Linked DNA regions of Mus musculus: all the other regions are linked to region 3. A link is a contact called in public HiChIP or PLAC-seq and Micro-C data. All regions are on one chromosome and are shown on one strand. The core of a region is the stretch at or near the end of the contact, and the rest is flanking DNA. Distances in the headings are between cores, read along the strand shown.

Evidence for each region. A called contact is a pair of places that touch in the nucleus more often than the background predicts. HiChIP or PLAC-seq counts read pairs in DNA pulled down with a chosen protein or histone mark.
Region 1: an H3K4me3 HiChIP or PLAC-seq map of embryonic stem cells shows a contact between it and region 3, with 69 read pairs. The contact joins the promoter of Cnpy1 here to the promoter of En2 in region 3. A contact is called at or near these places in 7 of 39 promoter capture datasets (3T3-L1-derived adipocytes, cranial neural crest, embryonic stem cells and 4 more), 36 of 484 Hi-C or Micro-C datasets (LSK cells, the N1E-115 cell line, brain and 20 more), 16 of 115 datasets of contacts at active chromatin or transcription factors (astrocytes, craniofacial prominence, embryonic brain and 4 more) and 4 of 9 other capture datasets (adipose tissue, embryonic tail, liver and 1 more).
Region 2: a Micro-C map of the AtT-20 cell line shows a contact between it and region 3, with 1.8 times the contacts expected there. The contact joins the enhancer-like site here to the promoter of En2 in region 3. A contact is called at or near these places in 6 of 39 promoter capture datasets (cranial neural crest, embryonic stem cells, frontonasal cranial neural crest and 3 more), 1 of 15 datasets of contacts at CTCF or cohesin (stem cell-derived epiblast-like cells), 70 of 484 Hi-C or Micro-C datasets (the AtT-20 cell line, B cells, LSK cells and 37 more), 18 of 115 datasets of contacts at active chromatin or transcription factors (Th17 cells, astrocytes, bone marrow-derived macrophages and 9 more) and 5 of 9 other capture datasets (adipose tissue, embryonic tail, embryonic trunk and 2 more).

The regions. Positions count from the first base shown.
Region 1 is chr5:28,208,234-28,212,058 of GRCm38.p6, forward strand. It overlaps Cnpy1 (canopy FGF signaling regulator 1), which reads right to left and starts at 1,935. Exons shown (of 3, transcript NM_001310511.1): 1 at 891-1,935. The coding sequence starts at 1,040.
Region 2 is chr5:28,129,692-28,133,632 of GRCm38.p6, forward strand. No RefSeq gene overlaps it. Among named protein-coding and RNA genes, the nearest start is that of Gm35223, 7.7 kb to the left of the region's middle. Within about 2 kb of position 1,935, at least 3 of the 459 cell types and tissues checked have an H3K27ac peak or open chromatin away from gene starts, as enhancers often do. A contact at or near this core is called in the AtT-20 cell line, where this site is marked.
Region 3 is chr5:28,163,280-28,167,063 of GRCm38.p6, forward strand. En2 (engrailed 2) reads left to right here and starts at 2,417. Exons shown (of 2, transcript NM_010134.4): 1 at 2,417-3,784. The coding sequence starts at 3,248.

The sequences.
Region 1 (3,825 bases), core at 685-3,184, 44 kb after region 3:
GCAAGACTCTAAGATTTTAAAATGGCATTTAAAAATATTTAAATTCCACTATAATGTGTTTATTGAAAACCTGTGAAAGACAAACACGCTCACATCCGTGTCCGGGTTCCATGGGACTTTTAGCCCTGAATCATTGCCCTCGCTTTTTAATTAAAATGAAATCTCCAAATGTCAGCTACAGCCCCATGTTGGGGCTGAAGCAGGCCTGACATTTCGGCCACTGTGTGAACTTAATAAATTTTTTTAAACAAGGCCTGCCCATCACTGTGTGATTCTACAGCAATGTATTTTTTCAAGGCACACCCTAGTAAGACTGAGGTTAACTTTTTGTAAAATCAGCTTTAGCTGATTTAGCTTTAGCTCTTGACCCACTTGGTGTAGCCTAGCCTGAGATACAAAACTTGAATTAACCCTAGGAAAACACTCTTCCCGAGAAGCCTGTGGGGGTGGGAGAAAGGATTTTGGGGCCACAGCTCCAACATTTATCTCTCTCTATATATATATTTGTTAACGACTCTTGGCCTCCATTCGGATTTCAGCTGAGAAACCACAACCCCTGCTTCCTTAGGCAACAAGAAAGGCTCTCCATACCAGCAGAATACCCAGACAAGCAATGTGCAAATGGTGTCCATGTCCCCAGGACAGGGGACACAAGGCACCTTGCTTTTATAAAACTCCCTTCACCTTCCCCACAGATCACCGAAGCATGCCACCACCCCTGAGATGTCTCACAAGCCAAAGCACCAAGTGTTCAATGAAGACTTAAGCTGAGGGGCAGCACAGGACAGCAGGGCTGTGAGTGTACCTGACTGTGCACTGTTCATCAACCACTCAAGAGTAGCTCCAGGAAGGCAAGGGGAACCCCAACAGGCTCTTAGAAGGGGGCTTACCGCGAATTTCAAAGGTCTGAAGGCATCAGAATAAAAGAAGAACTTTTTATATTCTTTGTATATTTTGTCTCCCTTCCTCGGAGCATATCTCCTGAAATACTTCTGCTTGGTCACTGGGTCGTCCTCCAGCTGGTAATCGTTCATTCGCATACACACTTTATCCAAAAGGTCGATGAGGAACGCCTCGGACTGGGCCAGGGGAACCTACAAGAAGAACAGAACCAGCCAGGACACTTGCCCATGCCCACGCCCACGCCCACGCGGGTCCAGTGAACAAGTGAAGGGACGGCTTCCCGCAGCCGCATCATTCTTTATGCAGCTTAAAGCAGGCTTAAATTCTAGTGAGAAAATAACGTGCTTGACAGTGGACAGTAAGAGACAGAGAAATCTAGAAGCTGTACTTAAAGATAATTTTTAAAAGTTGTTGAGTAGAGGCTGAAGCACAGAAAATGGGAGGAGAGGGGGGCGTCGAGAGCGCATCAGTTCTGTGGGGAAGCCACACTTCTGCCCATCCCGCGTCGCGCTGCCCCCCTCGCCTTCCGGACTTCCCGAGGAGGCTATGCGGGGTCCACACCGAGGTTGTCAGGGGCAGCAGGGCCCGGTTGCCCCTCATCGGCCTCGGCTTGCTCTGGGAACAGCTGGCGCGCGTCCCGGGAGCCCCTCTCCCTCCAGGACCTGCCGGGGCGCGCTGGGATCCGTGCCACCACCTCCGCCCCGGGCGCGGGTCAAAGAGCACCCCGCGCCCTTGGAAACCGAGACAAAACCTTGTGCGGCGTCTAGACGGGTCAAGGTGCAGGAGGCCGGGTCCCTGCGGCTCCTTCCGGAAGGGGCGTGGAGCCGCCAAGGGCGTTCGTCCGGGCCCGCGGCTTTGCGGGCTTTCTCTCTCTCCACCCTCTGCTGATCAAAGAAGGAAGTTTGCATGACAACTGCGCTGAAAGGGGCTGCATGACAAATGAACTCGGTTTCTGCAGTGTTGATATATCCAGCTCCCTTTGTCCCCTTTCACACGCAGTGTGAACCCTTCCGGTGCCAACGACTGCGCGACATTCACTGGCGCGCTCGGGGCGCACAAAGGGTCCCGACGTTTCCCCGCCATCTGGCCGCAAAGCCGATCCGCAATTAATTTGAAAGCGCGGATGGCGGAGCCCGAGAGGAACACTCCCTGATCGCCGCCGCCCCCAGCGTCCACCAGGAACCGACCCCAGGCACGCACTTTACCCGGAGCGCAGGGACGGAGCACGAGGATCGCGCCGCACCTGCTGCGGCCCAGGTGAACCTCAGGCCACCGGGAACTCTCAAGGCTCTTGCTTCGCAAGAGCAATTAATTAAATGCGTCTGCGAACTAAAATGAGAACACTTCACAGCAGGTGTCAAGTTTTTTTTTTTTCAAATTCAGTAAACTAAAAATAAATAAATGTCTACAGTGAAAAACCTAGATTCTACAATGGCACTTTCAAATACAAATGGCATTTTTATCTGTGCTTTTCAAGCTTTATAAGTTGCAAAGAAGAAATTCACAGGTTTACTGGCACAACTGAAAATCGGATGACTCTCCGGTAAACTCGGAGAGTTTACTGGGAAAGGCGCGAGATCGCAAAGGTGAATTCTCACACGAAAGACTCAAAGCAGGTCTTTAACACAACGAGGGCTCGGATTTTCCGGGATGCCCGACTGTTGAGCATCTTTCCTTAACTGTTAACGTAAAAGTGTCAGTTTATAGTTGTCCACAAAGCAGGATTTTAAGTCACAGCGAAAGAGGGTCATTCATTTAAAAAAACCTAACAGCAACTAGGAATTTCATTCTCTCCTTCCCTCTCCCATGAAAAAAAGCAAGCAGGCTCTGTGTAGGAGTGGGGAAGGGTCTTGGGTGGGACGTCTCAGGCATAGGGAAAGGGCCCTGGGAAGACCAGTCCGGTTACCAGGTCGGAAGGTCCTCACATACTAAGCGTGTCTTCGCCTCCTTAGAAACTGTTCTGTTTTAGTTCCCTTTTCAAGTTGACCTAATACCTAGAGCTGTGTACAGAAGAATGCTGAGTCTTAGAAGTTTGTTTTAAAGTATAACCTTACACCTTTGGATAAGGAGGCAGTGTGCCCTCCTTTAGCACAAATAGTGTGTGTGTGTGTGTGTGTGTGTGTGTGTGTGTGTGTGTGTGTGTTCGCGCGCGCGCGTGAATTTCTACAGGTTTTGTTTTGCCCTTTTTTTTTTTTAAGTCTGAAGATTGACAGCTTTTGAATGGCGTTAGCTAGCTAGCCTTTTGCAGTAGTCTTTAAAATCAGGCGCAGTTGCTGCTGAGGGCTTACAGGATGCTAGATAAGCATCTCCAGAAAGGGAAAGGGCCCTCCCAACGTGATAGTGCTGAGGTCATTTTACCGAAGAATCTCCAAATTTTGATCTTAAAATCCCCAAGCACCGTGTATTGGGAAAACATTTTAAAAAGATGTTTCTCATCACAGCTCTTCATACATGTATTAACATTACATTAATATGACTGTACTCAGCTGACCCACCTTTGGTATATTTAAAGACTGTTCATAGAATAATTGACCCCCACCCCCTACCCCCGATTGTTCGGATTCTAAGAGTGCAGTACGTAGTGAGACAAGTGGAATAAGAACCAAGTCTTTCTTTGTACACAGTGAAGGTTTTGAATGGGACTTGTCAATAAAGCGACTCCCTTTGTGATCTTCCAGGAACCTCGCCTCTGCAGGCAAGGACTGTCTCAGAGATACTGGCCTCATTAAAATATGAATGGAACAGGCCGCCATCACCACTGCTGTGTCGGTAGAAAACCCGTTCATGCTCTGGAACAGTTTTCTTCCTGTTTTATGGGGACTTTTATAGCATGTTAGAAATGTAAAAGTGATCTGGGATCTTTTCCTTACTATTCTGGGGAACCACAGTCAAAGTAAACCCAACACCTCGCAGTTTTGAAGC
Region 2 (3,941 bases), core at 685-3,184, 34 kb before region 3:
TTTCCAATACAAATAAAGCTAAGGGGAAAGCTCAATGGTGAACAAGAAACTGGGACTTTTTGTTGCTTAGCTCAGACCAAAGAGCAGCCGTTACAGTTTCTGGAATGGTTTCGGCCCTGACAGTCCTGTGACACCCTCATCATCACCTTCTGTGCAGTTTCAGGGAATCCAACACCTGGCCTCTGTGGACACCAGGCATTCACACGGTGCACAGACATACACGCAGGCAAACACTTAAACACAATCAAATAAAATATTGAAACAATAGGGGCTGGAGAGACAGCTTACAGGTTAAGAACACTGGCTGCTCTTGCAGAGGAGCCAGGTTGGCTACCCAGCACCTACATGGTAGCTCACAACCATTGCTATTTCCAGTTCCAGAGAATCTGATTCCCCTCTCTGGCCTCTGTAGGAAGTGTATGTATATGTATGGTACACAGACATACATGAAGGCAAAACACTCATACACATGAGCTAAAAATCTTTTTAACATAAATAAATAAGGAACCATGCATACTGAGTGTACGTATCTGTTGGCGTGGAAGCACACACCTCATGCAGAGCACTTCGAAACAGGTATGTTACTTGAGGCGTTCTACAGGATTCCAGGTCTGAAAACAACTATTTAAAACTCAATTTTAAAACCATGATGCTTTTCTAGACACTCTATTTTATGTTTGTTACCTCTAAGGTGAGCTCAAATTTTCCAAACTCTCTTTCCTTAGCTCTCAGGGTTCCATCAGAGGAAGGAAGGCTTTCCCTGACACGGACCATGGCCCTGAGTCGTCTGTCCTCTAGGAGGGCCTTGGCGGAGAGGGACATCTATTGCTCATGCACTGGCTTTGGCAAGACTTTTCCTGACTTACTTTGAGAAAGCTGAAGTCTCATGTTTAATCTTCTTCAGGCAACCTACAGATTGTTCTGTAAGGAATCCCTGAGGACTTCCTTCCCTGTGTAGACAGAAGTCCTGGAGCTTCATGCAGAAGACTATCAATTTCCCATTTTCCACCAAATACGGATGAATGTGCCTGACACATTCCTGAATTTGGTTAACTTGAACTATCACGAAGCCCAAACACCAAGACGGAGCGTGCATCTGGTCTTGTCATCTTAATAATATCACCCCTGACTGGTGGCTTGCCAACTGTTATAGGCGTGGATCTGAGGCCAGAGGGTACCTGCTGAAATTTTCAGGTTCCTGTGTCCTGGGACAAGGAATTGGACCAGGGCCACATACATAATGATTAAAAATAGAGACAGTTTATTAAGAAAGAAACAGGCACTCTCAGGAATGGAGGTGGGGCAGAAAACTGGGAAAAGTCGGAGACTCTAAAGCCCTGAGCAGTAAGATTCCTGAGCCTTTCTAAGGCGTGTACATAGGTCATCTTCTCTGGCATTGGGAGATCCCAGCTGGACATCATGGAGGGGTTCTCGTGTCTGCTATTGTTACAGGAAGCCTGTGATTGGAGTGGGAGTCTCTGCCACTAGTTTCTTCTGTGTATTGTTAATCTTGATTTAGCCTCTGTACCTTCCCTCTCTGCATTATCCTCAACCTCATCCTGTATTCTCCTTAAATAGGACAAAAGTGAGGACATGCAAGGGCCAGGCTAGAGATGCTGAGTGAAATGCCTTCTCCTGCTCTGCATCTTGCCCTCTCTCTGCCCCAAGAGTCTACACCATGGGCCACTTGAGTAGGGGTGGCTGGAGCAGCATGCTTGTTCAACCACTGGTACAATGCAGACCCTTTGTGAAGACATCCTCAGTAAGAACAGCACAGGGCATCCTCCTCGTGTGGCAGGGCTGGCAGGGGCAGGGGAGGCTTAAGGCATCACCTGACAAAGGCTTCTTCTGCATCAGATACTCTGTCTCTAGGCTCTCTGTATAGCCAGCTGACAAAGACTATGGTGTGATGTTTACATTAAATGTAGCACCAGGAGAGAAACCTCACCTGGTGCTGACCTTTGTGCCACCTCTGCCAGTCACTCTCCTTCCCTCTCCCTGTCTCTACCACTAAAGGCAAAATACCCTGGCTTACTCTGAGACCTAGGGAAGTAGCCACGCCCATGTCAAGAGTGTCCCATATGTGAGCTCAAGCTTTCTTAGAAACAGGGAGCATGGAGTATAAGGGGGAACAGTAGTTCTGAGAATTACCAACTAGAGGCTTCAGCCAGCTGTCTGTAGATGAATGTGCTTCCACTGTGGAGTGCACCGTGCTACGTCGGAACCTTGCTGCTCCCCAGCCACAAGGTGCTGGACCACATACTTAAGTCATTGAGGCTTCCATTTCGAGTTAGATGCTACCAGATCACACGATCTAAAGCCTCACTTGATAGGTCGATCGATCGCTCACTCCATGGCAGGGATACTCAGGATCATTGTGCCTGTGATGTCTCACCTTGCTATTTCTATATCGAACTTGGACTTGAGACCCCCCCCCCACTCATAGGAGCATGTTCACTGAGCACCTACTGTGTGTGTGCTGCAAACACCTCATGTCTATTGCTACAGGCAGATATAAAGGTAGAGGCAAAGCACATAGCTTCATCCTGGGAAAGCCCACAGGTCATGCGAATAAGGCAGAAGACACGACCACGTGACAAGTGTATATACAGGGCATGACCTGCATAAGATGCCTGGGGTGTATGAGATTTGTCCTTCTATTGGACGACAAAGGGGGACATGGATATATGAAGGACACACAAATGAGATCAGAAAGAGCAGCGTGGGCTGAGGGACAGCTGGCAGGCATTCAGAGCTGAAGGTCAGGGATTGTGTTTTATAGATGTAGAGCCAGGATTCTATTCTGTGAAAGAGGCAGAACTAGGTTTTTGATCAGAGAAGGGATTGGTGGCATCTTGATCTAAGATGCCAAATACAGAGTAGGAGCAACTGGGGCTTGGGGCACACTTCTAATCTGATGATACAGTGGGCAAGAGCTGAAACCAGAATGAAGTTGTCTGCTCAGAGTCTGCTGCCATCTGACCTCTTGATGCTCATTCTCCAGGACCCTAAAGAGGTCTAGTCCATGCAGAAAAGTGTGTCCATACTCCTCTGCTTAGGCCCATCTCCCTCTGCCTCCTAAGCCCGCCTCCATGGAGCTGGCTAGTGGTCAGTGCATGCTTCGTGGCTCCCACTCTGGTGCCTGAGCCACAGAAGTTCTAGCACATCTGTTCCTGGCCCACAGCCAGAGGTGTCTTTGCCTAATCCACATGGTCTCAGAGTGGAGACACAGGTGTCCTGGCTACTCAGAAGCCAGGTTGCTGCTGCTGCTGCTGCTGCTGCTGAGCACTGGAGAGCTCATTTCTACCACGTTTATGCCAGTTCTTGTCAGATGAACTATTTCAAAAATAAAACAGAAGCTACAGGGCTCTCCTCTTACCCATGCTGGCTAATGCCCCACCCAGACAGTGCTGAGCCCTGCCTTTGTTATTTTTTTTTTTTTTATAAAGCTTAGCATCCTTTTTATCTGAGCCCTAGAGTGATGAGACCACACAGTCCATGTGGTCAGGTGGGTGTACATGGCAAGGAAAGGCTGAATGCCGACGCACTGTGTCCTGTACAGGATGGCAGAACAGCTTAAAGTTTGCTCACTCTAGTGGGATGGCACAAAATTTAAAACACTTACATATTTATTCTAGAATCTTCCACGTAATATTTTCAGGCATAATTGACCAAGGAAAACAAAGCCAGGGGGAAAGAGACTCCTAGTGCTCAAAGAAAGGCTACAGGAGAAGCAAGACAGAGCCTGCGCATGAATCCTTCTTACACTCTTCTACTCTGTCTGACTCCTGAAACCTGTCCCATGGCCCAGCCTGCTCTCATCCCCTGCTCCTGTCCCTTCTGCATTCGTCCTTGCTTGCTTATTGTCACTGCATCTCCACACCCATCCAGACATGATCAGACATGAGTTGGGCTGTCATGGGAAGTGAGTTTTCTAGCTG
Region 3 (3,784 bases), core at 1,167-3,666:
GGAAATGAACTTGAAATTAGTGCAGGAATCTTGGAGCTCTGATAGTCCCTATCATGGTCCAGTTTAGAAGACAAGAAGAAATCAGAGTGCCCATTTACTAGCTGGTGATAATTCAAGTCTCTCTCTCTCTCTCTCTCTCTCTCTCTCTCTCTCTCTCTCTCTCTCTCTCTCTCTGTTGTTTTTGCTTGTTTTTTGTTTGTTTTTGTTTGTTTGTTTTCAAGACAGGGTTTCTCTGTATATCCCTGGCTGTCCTGGTACTCACTCTGTAGACCAGGCTGGCCTTGAACTCAGAAATCCACCTGCCTCTGCCTCCCAAAGGCATGCACCACCACTGCCTGGCTGATAGTTCAGGTCTCAAATGTTTTTCTTCCTAAGGATGCTCCCTAACCCACTCACTGGTCCCATTTTCATGAAGGTAGGTAGACTTCAAGGTTTCTTCTCTCTCTTTCTCTGTTTTATCAGTCCCTTACCTAGGAAGGACCTAGCAGGTATTTTCCTAGTCAAAAACTTTGGTGAGGACCCCTTCAGATGAGAAAAATAGAGTCATGAAGAGGCACCCTTCCCCATAAGTACAGGGTGGCCATCCCACTTACATACCAGGCCTGTTCCCAGCATCTACCCAAACCTACCTCCAGCAGCTTGAGCCTAAAATTTCTGGGGGTGGTTGTCTGTGTGGGCTAACTTCTGGAACAGCCCTTGGGAGTTATTGCCCTTGCTGAAACCTGCCAGGTAGACAGTTATGTGCACAATGAGGCATTGCTTGGTGTGGGTGCCCAAGTCCAGACACAACTGTCAGCCTCCAGATAGCCTGGCAGGCCTCCATGCCTGGGTTCTGTAGGCTCTGATTCCTGCCCTTCACCAGGACCTGGCAGTTCCTTATAGGAGGCTACCTGGGTTTCAAGTGTGGTAGCCAACAGGCAGGACTTATGAACAACAGCAGCCTGGGGCCAGACACCCAGAAAGCCCTCTGATGTGATCCTAGGCTGTCTGAGGACTTTTATTATTATGCAGCCCTCCTGTGCCCGCCCCCCAGCTGCCCTTCTGGATGTTTCTCAAAGTTAATACATTTCCATATTTTTTTTCACAGACGTGGGAGCCTGTAGTAACCAGAATTTTGGTAGGGGAGAGAAAAGCAAACTGAAAAGATCTTGGGAGATGTTGGGGAAAGAGAGTAGAAAAGAGCCATTCTGTCAGCAACTGGAGGGAAGTTTAGAGAAGGAATAAAGACAGAGCAAGGGAAAACAAATTGGAGCTCCCCCTCCTATCACAGCATCCCTATTCTTTCAAATTAGCCTTGCTTTCTTCCAAAATCAGCTTAAATGTTTTGATACAAAGATAAGGAGATCAGTGGCCTGGTGGCTCAACATAGGAAATGGGGAGTACTGATGACTGGCTCTCTGTCTCAGTCTCTGTCTCTGACTGGCTCTCTGTCTCTCTCTGTCTCTCTCTGTCTCTCTCTGTCTCTGTCTCTCTCTCTCTCTGTCTCTGTCTCTGTCTCTCTGTCTCTCTGTCTCTCTCTCTCTCTCTCTCTCTCTCTCTCTCTCTCTCTCTCTCTCTCTGTGTGTGTGTGTGTGTGTGTGTGTGTGTACAGCTGTATTCAGGATCACTTGTGGGGTGGATGGGTTAAAGGTTTGGCTAAGCAGTCATCACTCATTTCTAAATTAGAAGATCATGTTATAACCCTTCTTAAATAATCCTTTTATTTCTCCTTTCTTAAATGGTGCACTAAAGTGTATTCTCGCATAGATAAAGATCTACGTTGAGGTTCCCGAGGAGCCACTGTCCACGGGTGGAATCTTTCCGTATGCATGCGTCTCCTGCACAGGCACAAACATGCATGCTGAGAGTAGGATTCTGCAGGTACCTGTGCTCTTGCCTGCCGATTAGGACTGCACGCTGCTGGGGAACCAAAGTGACAATTTTCCCCTCCACCAGCAAAGAAAGCGGGTCACAAACGTCCCTTTGTATCTCGGTACCTCATTTAATTTTATTTATGCATTTTGTGCAAGGAATTGTGGGATCTCACCACACCGTAAACAATATGGGAATGTTAAAAAATAACGATCTTTCGGCGCGTGTCCAGTTAGGCGTAGCAGTGACCTGGTGGGACTGTTCACAAGCTTCCTCAGCGTCTCTAACCGAGAGAAGATGAGGAGTGCGAGTGAGCACCGCTGACTCGCCGATGGATCTGGCTGGATTATAGGCTCCCGCGCCGGGAGCCCTGGGCACGGCCACTTTAAAGGGGGGAGGGGAGGTGGCGGCGGGGGAGGGGCGGCAGGCGGTTCCTGTCACCAAGCTGCCGCGGGCGCGTCACGTGGATGAGCGGCGCGGCTGCCATTGGCCCGAGGCACGTGTCCAGGAGACCGGCCCGCGACGTCACTTGAGGGGGCTCTGTTAAAAATAAGAACAAAAATCCAGAGTGAAAGTGTCTCAGGTTGCGCTAAGTGGCCTGAAATTTTCCCGAGCCCGCGCGAAAGCCGAGGCAGCGAAGGCGCGCGGACCGGGAGGGAGGGAGCGCAGGAGGCCCTGCCCGGCCCGGCCTCCCGCCCCTCACTCATGCGGCTCGGGCCGCGGGGCTGCGCGGGGCTCAGCGGGGGCGCAGCCGCTCGCCCGTGGGGCGCCCCGGCCCGCAGCGGGGCGGCGGCCTGGCGCGGGGAGCCCCGGGGCGGGCGGAGCGCAGCGCGGGCCCACGGCCCTCCATGTGCGTGCTGGCGGCTGCGGGCGCGCTGAGAACCCGCGCCCAGCAGCCTCGAGGGTCGGCCGGGACCGGCGGGTGGCAACGGCCGAGCAGTGGCTGCCCGAGCGGGCCCGAGCGGCAGTGAGCGCGGGCGGCGCGCTGCCTGCATGCGCGCGGCAGCGGCGGAGGCGGCGGCGCCGGAGCCCGAGGCTGCTGACCACCAAAAGGAGCGCGGAGTTGCACGGACGTCCCGGGTCCCCGGAGTGGTGCGGTGACCATCTAGAGTCCGGTGCGTCGCCAAGACCGGGACCCGCTTCCGTTGAATCGCCCGGCGTCCCTGCCGGCGGGGAGACTGGTGATTTGCTAACGCACTCCGTGGATCCGAACGTGGCTTGGCTCCGAGCGCGCCCGGCGACCTGTAGGACTCCAGCCCTGGCCACTGTCGCCGCTCGCACGCTCGGAGGACTCGGCTGCGTAGGAGCGCTCGGGGCTCGCTGTGTGCCGCGGATCGGCCGGAGATCGCTTTGGCGGTGGGCCGGTGGAGAGGCGATTTGGGATTTTCTGTGAAGTATGGAGGAGAAGGATTCCAAGCCCAGCGAGACGGCGGCGGAGGCGCAGAGACAGCCGGAACCCAGCTCCGGCGGCGGCTCTGGCGGCGGCAGCAGCCCGAGCGACTCGGACACCGGCCGCCGGCGGGCTCTGATGCTGCCCGAGGTCCTACAGGCGCCAGGCAACCACCAGCATCCACATCGCATCACCAACTTCTTCATCGATAACATCCTGCGGCCTGAGTTTGGCCGCCGAAAGGACGCGGGGACTTGCTGTGCGGGCGCGGGCGGAGCCAGGGGAGGCGAAGGCGGCGCTGGCACTACCGAAGGAGGCGGCGGCGGCGCAGGCGGAGCCGAGCAGCTACTGGGCGCCAGGGAGTCCCGACCGAACCCAGCGTGCGCACCCAGCGCGGGAGGAACGCTCTCCGCCGCCGCTGGCGACCCTGCGGTCGACGGAGAAGGAGGTTCCAAGACGCTATCACTTCACGGTGGTGCCAAAAAACCCGGCGATCCTGGGGGTTCCTTGGATGGAGTGCTCAAAGCCCGGGGCTTGGGCGGC